Regions from separate parts of the Mus musculus genome. Here region 2 is linked to region 1. The links are chromatin contacts, called in public promoter capture Hi-C maps. All regions are on one chromosome and are shown on one strand. Each heading gives the region's core, a stretch centred on a gene start, on an enhancer-like site or on the middle of the called end of the contact. The rest is flanking DNA. Distances are from core to core; before and after follow the strand shown.

The links. Capture Hi-C pulls out chosen DNA fragments and counts their contacts.
Region 2: a contact with region 1 is called in a promoter capture Hi-C map of adipose tissue. The contact joins two enhancer-like sites. A contact is called at or near these places in 1 of 115 datasets of contacts at active chromatin or transcription factors (embryonic stem cells) and 2 of 9 other capture datasets (adipose tissue and liver).

What each region holds. Positions count from the first base shown.
Region 1 is chr8:40,990,041-40,997,485 of GRCm38.p6, reverse strand. It overlaps Mtus1 (mitochondrial tumor suppressor 1), which reads left to right. Exons shown (of 14, transcript NM_001005863.2): 13 at 2,841-2,938; 14 at 3,853-6,574. The coding sequence ends at 4,066. It overlaps Pdgfrl (platelet-derived growth factor receptor-like), which reads right to left. Exons shown (of 6, transcript NM_026840.3): 6 at 6,704-7,171. The coding sequence ends at 6,983. Among named protein-coding and RNA genes, the nearest start is that of B430010I23Rik, 24 kb to the left of the region's middle. Within about 2 kb of position 3,130, at least 30 of the 459 cell types and tissues checked have an H3K27ac peak or open chromatin away from gene starts, as enhancers often do. A contact at or near this core is called in adipose tissue, where this site is marked.
Region 2 is chr8:41,072,923-41,080,740 of GRCm38.p6, reverse strand. Mtus1 (mitochondrial tumor suppressor 1) reads left to right here. Exons shown (of 14, transcript NM_001005863.2): 3 at 4,314-4,509. Among named protein-coding and RNA genes, the nearest start is that of Gm16193, 24 kb to the right of the region's middle. Within about 2 kb of position 4,545, at least 21 of the 459 cell types and tissues checked have an H3K27ac peak or open chromatin away from gene starts, as enhancers often do. A contact at or near this core is called in adipose tissue, where this site is marked.

The DNA of each region.
Region 1 (7,445 bases), core at 1,881-4,380:
GGTTTGGGGGATTTGGCTTAGTTTGGTGTTTTGATTCCTAGAGATAATTAACTGCTTTTTGAGGGAGGCAGTGCTTAAGGGAACACACAGGCATTACTTCACTTCATCAGGAAATGTGGAAGTGGGGGAAGAGGACTCCTTTTTTTTATACGCTGCGGAGTTTGGATCTGCCATAATGAAGAATGAAATTATGTCATTTGCAGCAGTAATTGGAGGCAGAGATTATCCTATTAAGTGAAGAAAGCCCGGCCCAGAAAGACAAATATCATTTTCTCTCGTGTGTGGAACTGAGATGATAATCGTGCATACACTGCAGTCTAGTCTAGTCTGTTGACAAACACATGAAGGCGAGGGCTCGCTGGAGTTGATTTGAGTGCAGTCACAGTAAAGACCCCCAGATGACAGTGACATGAGTGTAGGCCAGACATGTTTCTAGGAATAGAACCAGCCTGAGTTCATCCTCATGGCTTTTGGTCATCATGATTCCGCTGGGTTGGTTCATGATTGCTTTCTTGCCCACCAAGATGCATATCGTCTCCTAAGCTACTAAGGAATTTCTCCCAACTGGCATTTTAAGTCCAGCCCAGTTCCAGTTTGAGAGAATACATCCCATCTGTCAAGTGGGTGTCACAATGATAGTAGATACATACAGCTGGGACTCCTCAATCTACCCATCTTGGAGGTGCCAGGAGTACAGGAAGTGGATTTTTTTTTTAAACGAATGCCTGAAACTCCTAGTTGTTAATAGGCCCAACCTAGTACACACAGCACTTCTTGGCAAAGGTCAGCCTGCGCCACCTGCTCAGCAGGCTGGCAATGATGACTCAGGAAACCCTGTTAACAATGTGTTGCTCCATCTCCCGTTCAGGTACCTAAACTTATCAGACAATCTCAAGTGATACAAGGCCCTGCTGTAAAAGTACAAACACATTTTAATTTCTATTGAGTCATGATAGTTCTGTTCTGTGCCCCGACTGAACAGTGCCAGTTGGCATCGCCCTGTTGTTTTTACAGGAATGTAGGTTGCTAAGACGATGGGTACACTTGTTGCCACTGCTGTGTTGTATACTTGGCAGCACCAGGTCTTTAGAGAAGATAGAACACTTAGTGTATTAGGGTTCTCTAAAGGAACAGAGCTGATACACTGATCTATTAAAGGAAGATTTGCTAGACTGGCTTCCATGATGAGCTTAGACTAACTAGTCCAGCCGTGGCTGCCCACAAGATTGGGCGCCTCTGCAGTTCCGATCTGGTACCAAAGGCCAGTGGGACTTCTGAAGAGCCTTTTGATCACCAGTCCACTCTGGAAGCCCTGAAGAAGCTGATTCTAATATCAGAGACAGAATCGTCTGCAGTGGCAACAGGGCACGTAGCCTCCCCAGTGAGAATAAGGGCCAAGCAAGCAAAGCGCAGAGTCAAAAGTGCCTTTCGTCTGCCTCCTCACGGCTGAGTCACTACTAGGTGGTGCTGTTCACATTTAGACAAGGGGATCCCCCGGAGGCATGCCCACAGCCAGCCTGATATATAGAGTCTTTCATTGGTTTTCTTCTCGGGTAATTCTAAGGTGGTGTCAAGTTGGCAGATTAACCATCACACTTAGCATGAGGAAACTATCCAAGGAAGACAGGTTTGCTTTGAGAGCTAGCTCTGCCAGTGGGAAGCTCTGTGACATCAAAGATGGAGTTTTGACCTCAGTAGAGCAAAGCTTTGATAGAATAATGGTTTGAGGCCAATTGTCATGTTTTTGTTTTTTTATTCCAAGTTTTCCCAGGTTGTGTCTTACCTTGAAAAGCATTTCAAGGTGTTTCTCCCCTGCCCAACTCCCCCACCCCTCTTTTTTTTCATCCTGTAGATTTTTTTTTTTTTTTAGAAAGTTATTTCATCTGAATGGCATGTCATGAGGATTTTCTGGACTCAAGGATGTCTTAAAAACAAGAATTTCACCTGGGTGCTGTAATCCAAACAGATGCGCCATAGCCAGCTGCCATGACAGGGACTTGGGGGTTCATTTTTGACCTCATGTTAAGTTCACTCTGAGCTTTGATGTTGCCTCTTAAAGAAGCAATAAACCATTCCTTACGGAAGGGAGCCAGGATGGGATCAGTGGGTCACCATGTTCAGTGACTTTAAATGCCTATAACCACTCAACTGATCAGTTTGTGTAAGGCTGGAAAGAGCACAAGTGTCCCTTGGCCTGAACTGAGCAGGGAAGCCTGCTTTCTTCAGTTACTTCTTTACCTAACCTTGCTACATTGTATCTCCATAGGGCCACCTGGAGGTAAATGCCAAAACCATCCTGGAATAAGTTTAAGGCTTTCCTCAGTATGGCCAAGACCTATAGGCTCCCTCCCTTCCTCTTCTCCTTCCTTCCTCTGTCTAGTTTCTTTTTTCCTTCCTCCCTCTCACCCTCCCTCTGTCCCTAACTCTCCCCCTTCCTCCTCCTCCTCTCCCCGCTTCCTTCTTTGCGTATGTGTACACGAGTGCTGTAGATACAGGGGTTGTGTGAACGGAGACAGTTAAACTGCAGTGTTTCCTTTACTGCCTTGAGGAAGAGACCCAGCACCCATGGTCACCTAGGCAGGACACCAGCTCCCAGCAGGACATCTCTGAAAGTGTCACCTAGAATAAAAACATTACTGCCTAGCTCTCTTATTTCTGTGTTTGATGAACACATGTCCTCACCGTGGTCGGTGTATGAAGACATCAGTGTGCCACTATGGCTCCTCCTGATCAACTTGTTGATGGTGCCGTGTATTGGGAATATGCTTAAGAAGTGAGAGAGTTTATTTATTCATTTCTTATATATATATATATAACTACAAACCTTGTTTTATACTAAGGTGGACAATAACACAGCATTGGTTGACAAGCTGAAGCGATTCCAGCAGGAAAACGAGGAGTTAAAAGCTCGCATGGACAAACACATGGCAATTTCAAGGTAAACCTACAAGAGTCTATTTCCCCTTTCCTCATCCTCGGACATCTACGGTCCCTTCTGGCTACGCTCCACCAGGCACCTCCCAGGCATGTGAGAGAAGCAGGAGAATGGTTCATGCATTTACCAAGGTGCCCTAGACCTCTCACCTAACTGCAGCTCACTAACTGTAATGGCGCTGTCAGACAAGGGGTAACAACACACGTGAACAGAAAGAGGCCTTGAGTTAAGACAGAAATAAAACAAGCCTTGTGCAAGTGCCCCATTGCCTACTGGGAAATCTCCCAAAGACTAGAGTTGCCAGCAATTACTCAGGATTATTTATTTGGGTCAGGCTTGAGGCTCTGGTATTCGGGAGTTTTGCTTTCCTTTTTGTGGTCCACAGACCTTGAGCCAGGGGGCCTCACACACATTAGGCAAGTCCTCTAACACTCATCTATATGCTTCCTTATTTGTAGTAGTTGGGTTTCTCAGCTTAAAAAAAAATCTATGACCCATATGCCAGTGGTGACACATGCCTTTTGTCCCAGCACTCTGGACTGCTTCAAACAGGTTAAGTTAAAGGCCAGCCTGGTCATCAGAGTGAGTTCCAGGACAGCCAGAGCTACACAGAGAAACCCTGTCACAAACAAACAAACAAACAAACAACCAAACCAAAAAACCCCAACCAGGAACCCTATGTTTGGTTGATAGTCCTGGGAGGCCTGTCCTTTTCTGAAGAGAAGTGGGAGGAGAGGAGGGAGGGGAAATCGTGGTGAGGATGAGCTATATGAGAGAAAAATCAGAAAAAAAAAATTGATGACCCTGGACAAGAACCTGTGTATTCCCCCAGAAGAAGTTTCTTGAACCTTCAGATATAAACAGTAGTAGTTCCTTTTTGACTTGGATTCATATGCTCTCTGGGTTTTGTTTTCCAGGCAACTTTCCACCGAGCAGGCCGCGCTGCAGGAGTCCCTTGAGAAGGAGTCGAAGGTCAACAAGAGACTGTCCATGGAGAACGAGGAACTTCTGTGGAAACTGCACAACGGAGACCTGTGCAGCCCCAAGAGATCCCCCACCTCCTCGGCCATCCCTTTCCAGTCCCCCAGGAATTCTGGTTCCTTCTCCAGCCCCAGCATCTCACCCAGATGACGGCTTCTGAACGCAGGAGACTCTCTGAAGGCACTGAGGTGCGCTTCTGCGGGACTGACCCGAAGTTCAGAGTTCATGGGAACTCGAGTTGCTGCGTTAGCTCTCTGGAATATCCCCAGGATATCGGGAGAGCAGCCGCCAACCGTTTCAGCTACGTACGAATAGAGAGCTCCAATAGGAGACTTTTAACTTGGTCCAAAAGCCTCCTCCAAAAACAGATTTCGGAACTGAAGTGGACATAGTTGCACAAAGCACTTACGGAACGAGGGAACCTTGTTCTTTGCCTTCCTTCACCTAAGCATAGGGGAAAACTCTCAGGGCCCTATTAAGATAAAGATTTATAACCTTTATAATGTTCTTCACCAGAGACACCTTCTTGTGATTTTTATTTCAGTCTGACTGTGGGCAAGGGGGGTGTGTGTGTGAGTGAAATGGGTGTACTGGCGTGTCACGTGACTGTCATAGCCCCGCCCCCTGCTGTGTATTAAAAGTCAACAGCTGTATATAGCTTGGCCTGTATTAACCAAGTCATAATCGGCACACGAGCGTCAACAAAAGCCATAGAAGAGAAAGCAATAGTGCTTGAATTTCCCCCCAACTCATCTCAGCACTGTGCCACGGCAGGGCTCGGGCAAGACAGGAAAAGCCTTTGGTTTCTTGATGACTGTACATTTATTTCTCTGTTGTTAGTTTTTCCATGTTCGGCATTATCCGTTGATAGCAGTTTTTTTTTCCCCCTGTAGATTTTCACGAGCCTAATTGCTATACTCTGATTCATTTTCTCAGGCTATGAGCAAATGTAGTTCCCTAATTTTTCTAAATACAAATCTGTATAAAGAGTAAGGGGGCAGTACCAATGGATGTTTCTGGTTTATTTTTTTCCCTTGAACCCAAGCTAGCTTCATAGCGCTAATCCTCCGTCTACCCTCCTGTTGTTCTAACCTCCGCCTTGCCTTCTCCTCCATGTAGAGCCACGGAAGCAAAGCGCCCTCCTTCCTACCCACAGAGTGTGCTTTTCCAGGGCCAGTTTATCTTGGAGGTGCTGAACCTGTTTCCCAAATAAGCTAAGCTCTGGTTCTGACACTACACAATTTTAGAAACCCCGGGGGGGAAACCAGTAAAGGCATTTTAGCATGTACTAATCCACATGAGCACAGAGTTAAGCCAACAGTTCTGTGTTGAGTAGATCCAAGAGCGGGAATGCTGACTTGGGCCCCTCTGAGCATTCTTCCAGCCACTGGAATGGAACAGAGTGGCCAAAGAGTGAGAGGTATGGCTTCTGCAGCTCCTTCACACTGCATTCAAAATTCAGATCTTCGCTTACCATCTCCCTAGGCTCCAAGGCTCTGTGAAAGTTAGAAGGATAGCTGTGGCTCCCCACCACCCAACCCACAAACTTCCCTGTGCATGCCGGCATTGCGATGTCAGTATTTACTAATTCATGGTCAATGCTGCTCAGATAACCCCTATAGCGAGGACAGATTCAGGATACTAGAGGTGAGTCATCCTAGACTTCTGCACTACAGAGCTAACTGATAGTCATGATGCATGCTTTTTATTAGGGGTTGTGTTTGAAGTCTCTTATCTCCAATAGTTTATGATGTATGTAACCTACCATGTTTGCTCCCGATAAATAGGAATGATTGCAGCTTCACTGCCACCTCCTGGAATAGCTCTGCTCCTGGTCCCAAGTTGTTCTCAATGATGTTAGCCAAAGTCAGGTTTGTCATTTATGCCCTAGTTATGGTAAAGCTCAAGTGTTGACCTGCCATCCCTCATACCACGTAGATGTCTGGGAAGTCAAATCTTACAGCAATTAAAATGCCTAGAGAGCATTTAAGGGTTTTTTTGTTTTGTTTTTTAAACCAAACATTTTATGTACAATACAAAATTGTTGACACATCGTTTAAAAAAAATGTGGGTGTGTGAACAACTGTAGTTTATAGCAATGGGAAAGTGTATTTTACTTTGATCAAATAAATAATGCTGGAATATTCAATGTAAGAATGGCAGCCTCTGACATACTTACTCTTCAAAGCGTTAAGTTATATGCTCCCCCTTCTCATCCCTCCTTAGTTAAGGCAGCCAGGCGCCCTATGCTATTATACAGAACTTAGAACCCAATGCCAAAATTTGTTGTGGCTGAAATTGGCTCACAGAGCTTGAGTTTAAGATTAAGCTTTTCAAATTCAAAATACATGTGTCAGAGAACGAAACTTTGGCTAGTTTGAATGATTCTTCTGCAAGGCGAAAAGAAAATTGGAACAGCTGTGGTCTTAAGTGTTTTTTCAAGACCGGTCTTAGCCAAAGCTGAATCTTCTTCAGTCCATTCATCTATGTTATATTAAAGGCTAAGGTGTTAATAGTGTACATGCAGTTATTTTTGAATAGAGGGGTTTAAATCAGTACTCTGAGTGTGGCGATTTCAATGTAAAAAGATGTGATTTTGATACCTTTATAAATGAACTTGTGCTAGCTTTGATAAAGTGACATATCTAAGCATTTGAATCTTGAGTCCTTGCTTTTGAGTAAGCCGTTGAACTTGGCTCAAACATCAAACAGAATACTAAGCAACACAAAGATCACTGTCAAGCCCTTCTGGATGTACATGCTAAATGACACAAGTACTTAGCTCACTTTTTTTTTTTTTTATAAAATCTTGCTCATTTAATAGAAACGATTGATACAAAGTTGTTGACATGTTTTCTCAGTATAAAAAGTAGAAACATGGCTGAGTCAAAATACATACTTTAGTTAGGAAAGTTTATACTTCTATTAATAGACTAGTGACTTCCTTTTAATTCGGATGTCTGTCTGACCCACTGGCAGGGGTTGGTCCTTGGCCTCCTATAAAGCACCTGGAAGCTGTGTGTGCAGATGGGCATCCCATTGGTCCACTACTCTTCACTTTCCAAATCAGGAAAACTCAACAGTGGTCGCTACTGTGGTCTGTCCTCGGAGATTCTGAGCTGTGCATATGTAGTAGCCCGCATCAATGGTCTCAAAGTCTTCCACGATAATGACACTCTGGGAGATTCTTGTGGTGTGTCCCAGTCCTCTGTGAATCAGTCTCCAGGTGTCCTGGATGGTCACAGGCCTTTCGTCCTGGTTAAAGATGGCACACAGACTAAAGTCACATTGACAGCTGCTTCCCTCACTCAGTTCCCATCCACCAGGCCCATTCAGTACAAGCTCACAGAAGGCTGGTTGGTATGCTGAGCTCACAAGCGGAGGGTTTTTGTTTTTGATTGCATAATTACTCAAGGCTGCCTTTCCCTTCCTCCACTCCTCCCCCAAGTGGGGTCTTGAATTTCAGGATGCTGTTTTTGTGATTTCTTTTTGCTTTTTTTATATGTAAAATGAATTATTTTGGGCCTCT
Region 2 (7,818 bases), core at 3,296-5,795, 82 kb before region 1:
AGTATTTGTCTAATTTGTCCAATTTGTCTAATTCAACTACCACCCTTTTTTTTCTATCTTGAGGGGGGGTAAAGAGGCTAGCGTAACCATCATAGCCACAGGCTATGACTTAGTGTAGGATACTAAACCGGTGACCTCACATTGCATTTTCTATTGATCACTTCAGTAGTACCTAAGAGCTCTATCTGCCATAGAAGAATGGCTGTTTTGTTTGTTTTCTTGTGTACTCCGTAGGTCTTAGTCCTTAATTAAATTAATTTATCAAGACTGCCGACCACCTTATGGCTATGTGGTGGTCCCAGTTTACCTGAAACTTTAAGAAAGGATTTTATTTGGGAGAAGTGATTTTGACTTGGATTGCTGTTAGGGTGAGAAGTAACTGCTTACTGCAAAGGTTATGTGGTCAGGATAGCAAGATGAAGGAGCTGGTACTGAAAGGAACCATGGCTTAGGTGCTTTCTTATAGGCTGTCATTAAATTGTTACAGTAACGCTCAGGGCTTATACATTGTATTTATTTGTTTGCAATTGTTATCCACACACTCATGCTTCAGAGTATTTATTTAAAAACTCACACAGGGGGCTGGAGAGATGGCTCAGGAGTTAGGAGCACTGACTGCCCTTTCAGAGGTCCTGAGTTCAATCCCCAGCAACCACATGGTGACTCACAACCATCTATGATGAGATCTGATGCCCTCTTCTGGCATGCAAATGTACATGCAGATTGAGCACTTATAAATAAAATAAATCTTAAAAAAATAAAAGAAAATAAAATAAAACGCACACAGCTGTTGGATGTTCAAACTCAGGTCCCACAGGTCTCACAGACTTCAAATTTTTCAGTATGTGGGCACTGGAGGTAAAACAAGTGATTTGTGGGAGATTCACTTCTATAAGTTGATGTTTGATTTACTTTTTTCAAGAAAGTTTTTCTAGAAGATTCTGTTTTGCTTTAGTGTCATTGTGACCTGCAGCAGTTCTCTTGGAAACACTAGCTATTGGAATAGTATATGAATTCAATAGATACTGGTGTTAGGGATATACACAATAATATATAAAACAATAACTAAACAAAGGAGCACACAGAAGGGCATATGCAAGCGTGAACATGGATTTTGGATAACTTTAAATGTGTGGCTTTACCACTCACTGCAAAGTGGCCTCTCTCTGAGGCTCAGTTGTTCTCTTTGTAAAGAGAGAAGGTAATTGTACTTTATAGTGTTAGAAGCTGGTTGTACTTGGAGTCAGAGCCAGGCTCCTGTTCCCTTATGTCTACAGTGGAAACAATTGTTGGGCATCTACTGTGTATGCCACAGATGGTAGTACTTGTTAGGGTATCAAGAAAGACAGCTATGGTCCAATGTTTTATCTAATGCAGTGTTACTGTCAGAAAATAAGCCATAAGGGCATGCTAAGTACTGAGTCAGGAGTGTGGATGGCGTGCTGTGTACTGGAGGAAAGGCTGGTAGCAGTTGGGAGGGCTATCAAGAGAAGAAAGCTTCTGATGACGAGGCCATTTAGTCTCTGGCTGTAGCTTACAGGGCTTGTGTGCTGGGCTGAGAAAACACCAAGTGTTAAGATGAAGAGCACAGGGATGTATTCTGATGCAAGCATGCCAGGTTCAGGTAGAGGTTGTGATGGGAGAGGGGAATGCAAGGAGACAATGACAGTGGATTTGCTGTGACTTTAAAAGAGTTGAGTTTTTGGAAGATTTTTGTAGTAGGGGAGTAGAAGAAGCAGAGGCTGGGGAGACCAGACAAGCCTCAAGGACATGATTTCAGCAATCATTTTGAGAAATGAGGCTGGCTTTTTTATATGAAGGCAGGTAGAAAAATGGGTTCAAGAGCCAAGAAAAGCAGCAAAGACACATGTCTTAGTTAGGGTTTTACTGCTGTGAACAGACACCATGACCAAGGCAAGTCTTATAAAAAACATTTAATTGGGGCTGGCTTACAGGTTCAGAGGTTCAGTCCAAGATCATTAAGGTGGGAGCATGGCAGCGTTCAGGCAGGCATGGTGCAGGAGGAGCTGAGAGTTCTAAGTCTTCATCCAAAGGCTGCTAGTGGAAGACTGATTTCCAGGTAACTAGGGTGAGGATCTTAAGCCCACACCCACAGTGACACACCTACTCCAACCAAGTCACACCTATTCCAACAAGGCCACACCTCCAAATGGTGCCACACCCTAGTCCAAGAATATACAAACCCATCAGAACACACAACAGCTTTCCTTGTTTAAGTTGGGTAGCTGGATATGTTAATAGGAGACAGGTGTAAATTGTGAACTTGATTTTTTTTTAAAGTGTTTTAATGCTATTCCTTAAAATGGGGTATGACCAATAATCTTACTAGGTTAAAAACAGATTTAAAGCCGGGCCTGGTGGCGCACGCCTTTAATCCCAGCACTTGGGAGGCAGAGGCAGGCGTATTTCTGAGGCCAGCCTGGTCTACAAAGTGAGTTCCAGGACAGCCAGGGCTATACAAAGAAACCCTGTCTCAAAAAACCAAACCAAAACAAACCCCCCCCCCAAAACAGATTTAAATTAGTTGATGCACATGTTTAGATTTTAAATTAGTTGATGCACATGTTTAGATTTTAGAATGGAGAGCCACCATAGACCTATCTGTACTTCTGGGGTGATGGTTGAAGGAATGCAAGTCAGCCTGACCACAGAGAGAACCACAGCATGTTTACTGCTTCAATATTCACAGTGCCCATCTAGGGAACCAGCCCAGATGTGGATCAGCAGATGAGCTGATTGGAGCAGTGGTACAGGTGCACAAAGCAACTTAACTCTTCTGTAAAAATTAATGAAATTGTGTCATTTATAGGAGAATTAATGGAACTTGAAATCGCACTAAGTAAGTCAGACTCAAACCACATATGTTTCTTTCATATGCAGAATCAGTCTCTTTCTGCCTTTAATTTGTTTGTGTGTGTGTATGTGTGTGTGTGTATATATGTGTGTGTGTATGCGTGTATGTGTGTGTGTGTGTGTACACATATAAATATGTGTGTATTCAGGAGTGTACATCTTGAAAATAGAGTGACTGTGACATAGAAGAGAGATCTAAGAAAAGGAAAAATCAGGAGCAAAAGGGATGATAAAGAAGACCAGAAAAGAAAAAAATCCCATGTTTTGTCTCATATGTGCTAGGTCAAGTATCTATATGGAGGCGTATGTATACATATGCACACATAAATGTGACATAAAAGTAGAAGGCACGGGGCTGACCAGATGGCTCAGCGGGTAAGAGCACTGACTCTTATATACATAAAATAAATAAATCTTTTTTTTAAAGTAGAAGGCATATTTTGATGTAGGAGGAAAGAGTTGGGAAGATGGATAAGGGCTAGTGAATGATTGAATAGAAAGAAAATAAAAACTGTATATGTGATGGGCATGGTGGTGCACGCCTTTAAACCTAGCACTTGGGAGGCAGAGGCAGGTGGATTTCTGGGTTTGAGGCCAGCCTGGTCTACAGAGTGAGTTTCATGACAGCCAGGGCTACGCAGAGAAACCCTGTCTCAAAAACAAAACAACAACAACAACAACAACAAAAAACTGTATATGTGCAAAACTGCCACATTTTGTATGACCTACAATATCATTATTTTGTAAGCTAGCTAAAAATCAAAATTTAGAATGGCTTTTTATGTAGTGTAAGGGCTCTGTGTTAGTGAGTGCCAATAATAATAGGGTAATTGTTATTGAGTAGAAAGATCTCAGTGGGGATATTCAGGGGCAACTGAAGGGGGAGAGTGTTGGCTTGGAAATATGACTTTTGAGTGCATCATTCATGGTTGAAATACAAGACAAGCTATGAAGGGCGAGCTCATGGGGAGGGAAGATAACAAGACCAAGTTGAAGCCCTGGCTCAGACTAACCTTGAAAGGTATCAAAGAATGAGGCCTAGGGAAGAAATAACCAGACAGCTACTGGGCCTAAAGGTATATCAGGGCCATTGAAGTCAGCTTCAAGGAGTCTTACTCTTTTTTTTTTTTTTTAACATTTATTTATTATTATATCTAAGTACACTGTAGCTGTCTTCAGACACACCAGAAGAGGGCATCAGATCTCATTACGGATGGTTGTGAGCCACCATGTGGTTGCTGGGATTTGAACTCAGGATGTTTGGAAGAGCAGTCAGTGCTCTTAACCACTGAGCCATCTCTCCAGCTCCTCAAGGAGTCTTAATTGTTGGTAAAGCCACCAAGACAGAGGGTTTGTCTCATAGAGCTGTCGCCTCAGGGATGGAATTGGGGGGGAAAGTGTGATGAGACTGAAATCTTAACTGGTTTGTTTCCTCACAGGGCTCTGCACCCAAAACTTCCACCACGCCAGGAAGGAGCAGTTCCAAGCCAGACTCGCGGAGCCTGAGGAAAACACCAGGTCTAAAAGCCAAAGTGGGTCCCACTGCTGCCTGCCTGAGGAGGAAGAGTGAGAGTAGAACCCTAGGCTCCGACAGGGCCTTATCGCCTCAGAGGATCAGGCGCGTGTCCGGCTCTGGTAAGGCAAAAGTAACTCAAGTATTCTCATTATGTAGCACGGGATGGATGTTTTGCAATCAGAAATTAGGCTTGGCAGAAAGCAGAAAGGCCATCTGGTTTTAGAGCCAATGCATTATGTCGCTAAAGCAGCGAGCTTATTGTGGTCCAACAGGAGAGAAGGGCCGTCTGAGGAGACAGCACAGCCTCTTTCCTTTGAGCAGTGCAAAGCGTCTCTGGCGAGTGGCTGATGTGCCTCAACTTCCAGGCTCTCCCAAAGCGTGCGTATTATAACTGTGCAGTTGGCTAGTGTAGCAAACCTTGTGATGATCTTGATTGTCAGTTTGCACCTGGGAAGAAGGAACCTCAATTAAGCAATTGCGTTCATCAGTGGGCTTGAGGGCATGTCTAGAGCTTTTTCTTGGCTGCTAATTGATGTGGGAGGGACCAGTACACTGTGGGCAGAGCCACACTGAGGCAGGAGGGGCCTAGTCTGGGAAAGAAAGGTAGCTAAACAGCAAACTGGGAGCAGACTGGAAGCCAGTCCTCCCTCGGTCCCTCTGCCTCACTTCCCGCCTTGAGTTTTTTTGTTTTTTGTTTTGTTTTTTTGTTTTTAAAGATTTATTTATTTTATGTATGTGAGTACACTGTTGCTGTCTTCAGACACACCAGAAGAGGGCATTAGATCCCATTACAGATGGTTGTGAGCCACCATGTGGTTTCTGGGAATTGAACTTAGGACCTCTGGAAGAGCAGTCAGTGCTCTTAACCACTCAGTCATCTCTCCAGTCCAAGAGGGTTTTTTGTTTTTTGTTTTGTCTTTTTCGAGACAGGGTTTCTCTATGTAACCCTGGCTGTCCTAGAACTCACTCAGTAGACCAGGCTGGCCTTCAACTCAGAAATTCGCTGCCTCTGCCTCCCAAGTGCTGCGATTAAAGGCGTGTGCCACCATGCCTGGCTCCTGCCTTGGGTTCTTATCTTGACTTTCCTCCATTACAGACTGTGATGTGGAAGTTTACAAGGAAATACATCTTTACCTCCTCAAGTTGCTTTTGGTCATGGTGTTTATCATAGCTACAGGAAGCAAGCAAGAACACAAGAGCGGTTTTATTTTTTAACTGAGTGTGGTGGGCACCTGTATAATCTATTTGGAAAGTAGAGGCAGGAGGGTTGCATGGTTAAGCCCCACCTGGAATGGATATGTGTATGTGTGTATGTATATATCTATATATGTACACATGTATATGTATATGTGTGTACATGTATAAATATATGTCTATGTGTATGTACATACATACATACATACATATGCATGCATGTAAGATGACTCAGGGTGTTGGTTGCCAAGCCTGATGACCCGAGTTGTGTAGAAAGAGAGAACGGACTCCCACAAGTTATCTTCTGGCTGTCACACATGGTCTCGTTCTCTTACACACATATATTAAATAAATAAATTTAATAAAACTAAGCTAAGCACTTAACATACTGTAATGGTTTTTTAAAGGTTCATAATGTGCCCCCATCACATAGGAAGAGATTTTTTTCTTTTGAATTGTAATGAAAGACAGTTTAGGGGGCTAGAACAGCAACTGAAAAGTTAAAACTTTCCTAATGTGAACTTTCGTTTACCTTGGCTGGGATTTCAGAAGTTCTAGTTTTAAAGCCGAATCAGGCTGAAATTTGATAGCAGCACCAAGAACGGCTGTTAAGGGCCTTACTCAGTTTGGCAGATGTGCACATTGCTTTGTGTAATGAGCTGGAACAGCAAGTGCAAAATTCGCCCCTTTCATAGACTGAGACGAAAAGCCTGTTTAGTCACCCCAGTGAACCGAGAGAGCTCTCCGCAGGGAACACCCCTTATTTCTGCAGGTACAGCCTTGAGCAAATTAAAGACATATTGGATAGATCACGTGTAAAAAAAATAGTGACTAGTATTGAATGTTTAAAAAATGTGCCCCTAACGACGATGTTTTTGCATGTGAGATGCTTCACAGAGCCTATAGAGCCAGCCGAATCCCGGAGGACCTCTTTACTGCACTGCAATTAGCATTTTTAGGTTTGTTTTGCAGGGTTCTATCTATCTCAAAGCTGCTAGGTCCAGGCATGTGCTGTTTAGATTCTTGGTTAATATCAGGCTCATAAGGGTGGAGAAGCAGACCCCAGATGACGTGGAGAGAGATCGGTAGCTAATGCCCATCCCCAGGGGAACTAAATGGACAGAAACTCGGGGCCCCATTAAATGTCATCATTTGGGAGGAAAATGGGGAAGCTAAGATGTGTCTGAAAGCAGTAGTTCTTGTTTTCCATATTGCCACCACTGGGCGCAGACCAGGAAGGAGATCTGAGTTCTGGTCTTCCTTGCTGCTGCCTGGTGTGGCTCTTGGAAGTCACCAGGGCTGGAGAGCTCCATTCCTGCTTTGATGTTTGGAGCACCTGGGCCTTGGTGCCACGTGGAGCTGTGGTCACTGGCACCCTGGCCTGATTGATGTTAGGGGTCCTGTGTTCTGATTTCAGTCTGGCACCAGCGAGCTGCCAGGTTCTGGCAAATATTTCCCCTCCGTTGGCATGGACACTTATCAAGAGTAAGGGTTTCAGAATCTTGGAATCCAATAGTTTTTGCAGGCTTGTTTTACTAGGGATGAAATGGAATTCACCTAGTTTCTTTGAGAAATGGCTGCTCCTCGCATGATTATCTGAGCAATACGATGCTTGCACTCTCTCTCTCTCTCTCTCTCTCACACACACACACACACAAACACACACACACACACAAACACACACGGCTTTAGAAATTGGGTCCCTGCCCAAGATCTATTTAAGCAGATGGAACTCTTTATGGAGACGATCAGTCCTTTTTAAAAGTCCCTTTACCATGTGTTATATCTATAAGAGAAATGTGGATCTGTTTAAAAAAAATTGTTTTTATTTTTATGTGGGTGCTGGAAATTGAATCCAGGTCACCTTGGACGTATTTAAATTTTCAGTCTGATTTTATAAAACTAAATCATCTTTTACTTGTTTTATTGTTGTTGAGACAGAGTTTTATTCTGTTTCACTGGCTCATCTGGAACTTGCTGTGTAGCCTGGCTGTCCTTGATCTTGCAGCAATCCTCCTGCCTCTGCCTTCTGAGCGCCTAGGGTACAGGCATGTGTCATCATGCCTATTTACACATAGTTTTCTACACATGACTAGGAGAAAATGTGACTGCCACCATTATTATCTATTTGAATTTAAGTTTTACTTCTGTATGGTTAGAAGACTTCTGTGGACTGGAGGCTTGTGTCACCCCGAATTTAAAAGTGGAAGCCCTAACTTTGGAGCTAGGGCCTG